2 separate regions of the Mus musculus genome follow, and region 2 is linked to region 1. The links are chromatin contacts, called in public Micro-C maps. All regions are on one chromosome and are shown on one strand. The core of a region is the stretch at or near the end of the contact, and the rest is flanking DNA. Distances in the headings are between cores, read along the strand shown.

Region 1 (3,574 bases), core at 758-3,257:
TTAAGGTGATTTTGTTAACCTGTGAGTGGCAGTCTGAATGACAATAACCCCTATAGATTCATGTATTTAAATGCTTGGTTACAACTGGTGGGATTAGGAGGTGTGATTCCCTTTTAGAGGAAATGTGTCTCTGGGAGTGGCTTCAGAGGTTTCAAAAGCCCACACCAAGCCAGTCCCCTCCCCTCTCCCTCTCCCTCTCCCTCTCCCTCTCCCTCTTCCTGTCCTTCTCCCTCTTCCTCCTTCCCTCCTCCTGTCCTTCTCCCTCTCTACCTGGTGCTACAGATCATTATGTAAAGCTCTCAGTTCTATGCCATGCCTGTCTGCTTCCCTCCATGATGATCATGCTAACCTCTGAAATCATAAGCAAGTCCCCAATTAAAAATTCTTCTTTGAGTTGTCTTGCTCGAGTGGTGTCTCTTCACAACTATAGAACACTGCCTAGGACAATGTGAACGTCAGGGGACAAGCTCTGGTGTTAGTGCTCCCCATCTACATTTAAGGCAGAGTCTCTCCTGTTTGCCTCTGTACTATGAACTCCAGGGTAACTGGCACACTAGGTCCTGAAGGAATTCTTCTGTTTATGTCTCAGGTCTTGACACAGGAGAGTTGAGGTTTGTTGTTATGTATTGTAATGCTAAATTCTATAGCAAAGGTCTAGGCATATGAGTAAATTCTCAAGGTTATAAGCTTTTGTTATGTAAACTTTTATCCAAGATTTATAGCTATTGCTTAAATAAAATTGGCTACAGCCAATTACTGGAAGGATTGGTGGTAAGTGGATTTTGAGTTACCTGGTTGGGGGTAGAGAAGAGGGAGGAGTGAGAAAAGACCAAAGAGGGAGAAAAAAAAAGAAAAGATAAGACAAAACAGGTGAGGAGGAGGAAGCCACGGTGAGGGGAGAGGAACTGTGAGCACAAGGCCAGGAAAAACAAGTATCAGGGGTCCACTGCTGAGAGGTGGCCAGGCCAACAGCTAGAAAACCAGATTTAGGATTATCTCCCCCCAGTAATTGACAAAGCCAAATAAAATAACCATAGTCTGAGTCTCATTTATTTGTAGGCTAGGTGGGGATAAGCTTAAATTGGCTATACTAATAGGAGTGCGAGGATAACAGACTTGGGTTACAGCATCCAGCTCTTCATGGTTTCTGAGCATCTGAGCTCAGGTGATCAAGCTTACTCGGTGAGCGATTTTATCTCCTGAACCCTCTCCCTAGACTTAGGCGTTGACTAGAAAGGGGGAACTTCTGCTAAATACACCTAAGTTTTAGGAGACTTCTGAGATACTTTATAAGTAGTTTAGGCTGTCAGTCTATAGCTCAGAAGAGACTTCTAGATCGGGTATATATCGTGTTAGAATCATTGTTCTACATGTGGTAACCAGAACGGAAAGAAGCTACAGAACCACAAAACATACAGTAACAGAAAGAGCAACAGCAGGAAACAGTGCTGAGGGTGGAGCCATCTTCTCAGCTCTCCGACATCATGGAGGAGTCCTTAGAACAGTGAACGGGGGTGTTTGGAACAGGAGTCAACTAGAAAAGATTTGAAGGACTGAAAGCAAGGTGCTAAGGGGGGTGGGGGTGGGGAACGACATGACTCTTTCCACCCTGCTAAATGAACTCTTCTTTCTACTGGCCTGAAGGGTGAATTCTTTCACTGGCTTCCCTATTCCCCATTGCAAATTTTATCTATTTTTCTATTAGTATCAACATGAGCAATCTATGTGCTACAGGGCAAACACACACTGTACTTTCTCTTATTTAATCTCCACTTGGGGACAATTCTTTACTAAGAACACAAGTTCAAGACTGACACAATGTTATTAGTTTGATGGACATGTTAAATTTACAAAGTACATTGATGACGTTAACAGATCTTGGCACAGTCAACTTAAAACTATAAAGTTATAAAATAGCAGGGACCTCAATAACATTATCTCAAGAGTGGTGTGTCTGTAATGAGTACACTATAGTAATCAGCTGTTACGTATCCAACAGCCGGGTTCCTGTCACAGTTTTCAGGGTGGATTGATAATTCATTCGGTTGCCAGTCTGTGTGTACAGGGAAATGAAAACTGTGAGGAAACTTGTGGTTAGACAGCTGCTTCTGGCAAAAATGGGGGGTGGGGGGGTGGGAGGTGGGCGGAGTTAAAAATTAAACAATAAGGAAAAAGAAAAAGACAAGAAAAGAAACCAAGGTGAAAGAAAGGGGAAGTGGGGGGAGGGAGGAACAAAGGGAAGAAGGGAAGTAGAAAAGACTGGCTCTAATTGAAGAGTTTTGTAGGAGACAGACAGACAGACACACAGACAGACGAGACAGATGGGAGCTCACACACATGTGTGCCTCCCCACAGATACACACATACACATAAACATAGAATTCCATTGGGAGTTTTGTGAGAGACAGACAGACACAGATACACACAGAAAGAGAGAGAGAGAGAGATAAAGAGAGAGAGAATTCTGTGGAAATCTCATACTGATAAGAATACTAGGCAAAGCCTCTCAGGAACTGTTTACACTGGCTGTCCTGGGACTTGATCTTTGATCCGTAGGCCAGGCTGACTTTGAACTCAGAGATCTGAAGGCCTCTGCCTTGCAAGTGCTGGGATTGAAGGTGGGCACCACCACAGCTAACTCTATGCTTTCCTTTAGTCCTTTCACCAGCTGGATGCTTAGCTGGACGGGGTCTTGCTCTGAGGTCACCGCTCCTTTTACTCCTCTTAGCATCAGGCTTTTTCTTTAATCTACGCCCTTTTTCTCTTCCAACTGGACATTTTATGTTTCCTTGTTCAGCTTGCTCCTTTTTACTATAGATCTGCATGAGACTGGCTACTAAAGACCACTCTATACAGTAAAAGATAGACTGTTTTGAAATCTCCTCTACCTATGTCATTAATCCAAAAACTCTTCAACTTAGCCTTGGGCAGATTTTTTGGACTAGGGCAGAAAGCAGCCACATCCTTCCAAATATCTAAAATATCAGAAAACATCAAAATAGCCAAATCATCACAAGATCAGTCTTTAGGCTACATAGCAATATTATTCTCACCTGAAACCTCTTGACCCAGATCCCCCACACTTCAGATCACCCTCAGCACCACTGTCCTCCAAGCTCATTAAGCCCCACTTAAAATGTTCAACTGCTTTTCTAGCCCAAAATCCCAAATTGTTCCATATTCCTCAAAAGAAAAGCATGGTCCAGCCTATCACAGCAATACCTGAGTCCTGACACCAACTTCTGTCTTAGGGTTTGGGTTTTTAATGTTGTGAAGAGACACCGTGACCACAACAACTCTTATAAAGTAAGGAATTTAACTTGGGCTGGCTTACAGTTCAGAGGTTTTGTCCATTGTTATCATGGTAAGAAGCATGGTAGCATACAAGCAGGCATGGTGCTGGAGAGGTAGCTGAGAGTTCGACATCTGGACTGGCAGGCAGAAGGAAAAGAGAGTGACACTTGGCTTGTTTTGGGCTTCTGAAACCTCAGCGTTCATCCCCAGTGGCACACTACCTCCAACAAGGCTACACATACTTGAAGAAGGCCACATCATCCAATAGCGACACTTCCTG
Region 2 (3,574 bases), core at 764-3,263, 67 kb before region 1:
GGTCGTTTTCTACGTTTCTACGCTTCCTTTTCCTTGGGAAACGAAACAGAGGAAAGGAACCTCACCTTGTCTTCCACTCTTCACAAGACATGGGGATTTCTCTCCACACTGTCTGAGACAAAATGGACCAGACAGCAAAGATCTCTCTCTCTCTCTCTCTCTCTCTCTCTCTCTCTCTCTCTCTCTCTCTCTCTCTCTCTCTCACACACACACACACACACACACACACACACACACACACCACCTGTTGCCAGAAGAGTGTGTCTGCAGGTGGTTGGACATAAAGCTTTATAAGAAAGAGTAAACAAACTGTGGACCCCGGGGTACTACCATATTAATCTATCAGACAAGATGTGCCCAGTGGTACAGGAGAGGCATAACTACCCTGGGCTGAAACCAACTCCTTCCCGATTAGATCCGATGCCCTCTTCACAGAAGGGAATGCATACCTTATATGGTAGACTTACTTGGTCAAAAGCCTATGGTTAGAGAGATGGTAGACAGACCCTATCAGGGGGGGCCTACTAATGTTTTTCCTGAACAAATGTCATTAAAATGCCTTCTAAATATTTATGATGACACCCTTAGACTAGTGCAGCTTTCAGCCTTGGCCAGAGAAGCGCCTTTTGACAGTGGGACATGCACACATACAAGTAAATATATAAACGTCATTAAACATTTTTATATAACTGAAAAACAAAGGGGGAAATAATTGGATTGATTCTTATTATCAATTCTAGAATCAAGCAATAGCTTGCTCGGTCTATAAAGTAGTGTTAGTGTGAGATAAAACGGCAGGCTTGGCACTATTGGAAGAAAGAGGTAGGAAGAGAACCAGGAGAGTCAAAACTGGTTTTGTTGTCTCAGAGCACTTTCCTTATAAGACTGAAACTTCATCTGAGCAATGGTGGCACATCTTTAATCCCAGCACTCAAGAAGCTGGGGAAGGTGGATCTCTGTGAGTTCAAGGTCAGCCCAGTCTACAGAGTGTGTTCCGTACACACACACACACACACACACACACACAGAGAGTGAAAGAGGTAATATATACACACACATATATCTTCAATTTCCTTACTTAAAAGTATTTTATTACATATTACCTCTTTCACTCTGTGTGTGTGTGTGTGTGTGTGTGTGTGTGTGTGTGTGTGTGTGCATACACATCCACATGTCTCACAAACACCACAGGCCCAGCATACATGAGAATGTCAGAAGACAACCTGTGAGATCCATTTTCTCCTTCCAGTCTGTGAGCCCCAGGACTGGACAAGGGTGGGCGGAAACCTCCTTATGTACTGAGAGTTCTTTCCAACCTCAGCATGCTTATTGTGTTGATTCGGGTTCACTCAAACTCTAAGCTTAAAGGACTGGACACTTTCAATATGTTTTACTTTGATAGAGTACACTTAACAAACGTGACCATTCTGGCTTGCCCTCTTCTGAAAAGGCTTATATAGGAGGTGATTCAAAATAAAATAAAAATAAATAAATAAGAAATGCCTCTGTGAACTTTGTTAATGATTCTCCTGAGAGGTAGTGACGAGGGCCTATTGTGTGAGAGCTAAAGACCAGGCATCTTTAAATATGGTGGCTTAGGCTAGGCATGGTGGCACATGCCTATAGTCCCAAGAATCTTGAGTTCTATGGTAGCGTTTGTGGGGGCCTTCACATCAAAGGACTGAATTAACAAATCAAAATTGGACTCTGACGGTGTTCGGCCCTGTGGGTGCAAGCCTCAATGGATACTTTATCATGGAGGACGTCCAACTGAGCCTCTTACAGTTCAGTGGATGATCTTGAGGATGTTGCTGAGCCTCGGTGGCTCTTTTGTTGAGAGCATGCAAAAGCAGGGTGCTGCAAATGGATGGTGGAGTGTGTGTGGGTGTGTGTGTGTGCGTGTGTGTGGTGTGTTTATGGCTATGACAGTGGCTTGCCCCAGGATCAATCCAGTCCATGTTTGGGTTTCAGTGACGATGAGTCAGTCCTGTAAGCTTGTAGTCGGTCAGCTGCATTTTGCTTCCAGGATTGCTTCATAGCATATCTCTGGGGGTGAAAGGTCATCCACAAGCAACCTAGAGACCGTGGGAGTTCTTTGGGTACTCATAGTTTTGTTTTCAGTGACCACAAACAACAAAGAGGGAGAAACTTGGAAACATTGATTGATTCAGAAGAAAATTGGAAAAACCGAAAATTTGTTAAGGTTGGCAAGCTCGGTCTCGATAAGAAGGTCACATCTAATCACAAGGGACAAAATTAGTTTTCCAATAATGGGGAAATAAATCAAAATGAAATCTCAACCAAACACACGTCAGTTTCCTTATCTATGAGTTAAATGTAATTTACAAAAGGGGACAAAGTAGGTCAAAAGGCAAGGGAACTGTTCTCTAAATCTGATTGTCCAAACACGTCTGCTCTAATGTTCTATTGAAATTAACATTATCTCCTACATGCCATGTTTTGATTGAGGATAACATCAAAACTATTCTTGATTATAAAATAATCTGGTCTCTGTTTTATTGGATTTGCCCTGGTTCTCTGCACAGTATAGAAAAAAATGGGAGCTTACTGCATCTTTAATAAGCTTGTTTTGCAGAAAGCTGTCCTTGGATACTCTAGGTCGGGCTGTCATATACCCCTTGTGACAGGTAACCAAATCGTAGGTCCATCACCAGATAGATCTATCCTTTTCTTAAGATCCCCAAATGTCCGGAGGTTCAGGGAACTACCAAAAAGTAGCCTTTCTAATTCAACTTGAAGGCCAACGAAGCACCTACGGGCCCTAAAACCAAGGGTTTCAGAACAGTTTTTCCAAACGGAATTCATAAGCATCCCAACTCGGCAGACACAGTCTTAGGTACATAAGCAAGGCTTCCAACTATGTCTTGTCAGTAACAAAGAGAGCAGTCCTTGAATCTACTAAGTGTGTAGCTTTGATGTCCTAAGAACAAAATAAATTAATAAAAGTTAGATACACTGTATTTCTCTATACAAAATGCAATGCATTAAGTTGCTATAGAGTATAGTTTATTAAGGCTCCTTAGAGCCAGAGCATAGAACTGGGGAGAATGGGCAAGATTTTAACCAAATTATTGTCCATTCATTTATACACTTCTATGTAACTGTTTTTCCTCTTAGTCTTGGGGTAGCAATTTCATGAATCCATTTTGTTTTAAAACTCTGAAACTCCTGACTCAGTCCACTGGCATGGCCTCAGTGTTGCTTCGGCAATGCCATCAGAAGCTGCACCCAAGCGTACCTGCCCAGCACCGTCCTCTCCTGTGGGCTCCTTGACTGATCATGATGCACTCCGCCAGTAGCTGATTGTAGTGGTTTCAAGCTGGCATCACAGCCCGACAAAAAGAGTTCCAAAGAAGGCTAACACTTCAAATGTATATGAGATAGTTGCTGATGATTCTCAAAACTCGGAGGTCTGAAAGAGGTAACACTATTATCCCAAAGAAGCGCTGTTGGCAAGGAAGTTTAGTTGTTTCTATAACATGAAGATTAATGGCAATAGGAAAATGTAGAGACAAAAGACAGATACTGTAAAAGCTACTGTTATTTTCAAAAC

Evidence for each region. A called contact is a pair of places that touch in the nucleus more often than the background predicts.
Region 2: a contact with region 1 is called in a Micro-C map of macrophages, with 2.8 times the contacts expected there. The contact joins two enhancer-like sites. A contact is called at or near these places in 4 of 484 Hi-C or Micro-C datasets (B cells, the HPC-7 cell line, embryonic stem cells and 1 more) and 2 of 115 datasets of contacts at active chromatin or transcription factors (bone marrow-derived dendritic cells and embryonic stem cells).

Annotation. Positions count from the first base shown.
Region 1 is chr6:22,422,219-22,425,792 of GRCm38.p6, reverse strand. No RefSeq gene overlaps it. Among named protein-coding and RNA genes, the nearest start is that of Gm38773, 32 kb to the right of the region's middle. Within about 2 kb of position 2,007, at least 90 of the 459 cell types and tissues checked have an H3K27ac peak or open chromatin away from gene starts, as enhancers often do. A contact at or near this core is called in macrophages, where this site is marked.
Region 2 is chr6:22,489,395-22,492,968 of GRCm38.p6, reverse strand. No RefSeq gene overlaps it. Among named protein-coding and RNA genes, the nearest start is that of Gm38773, 99 kb to the right of the region's middle. Within about 2 kb of position 2,013, at least 7 of the 459 cell types and tissues checked have an H3K27ac peak or open chromatin away from gene starts, as enhancers often do. A contact at or near this core is called in macrophages, where this site is marked.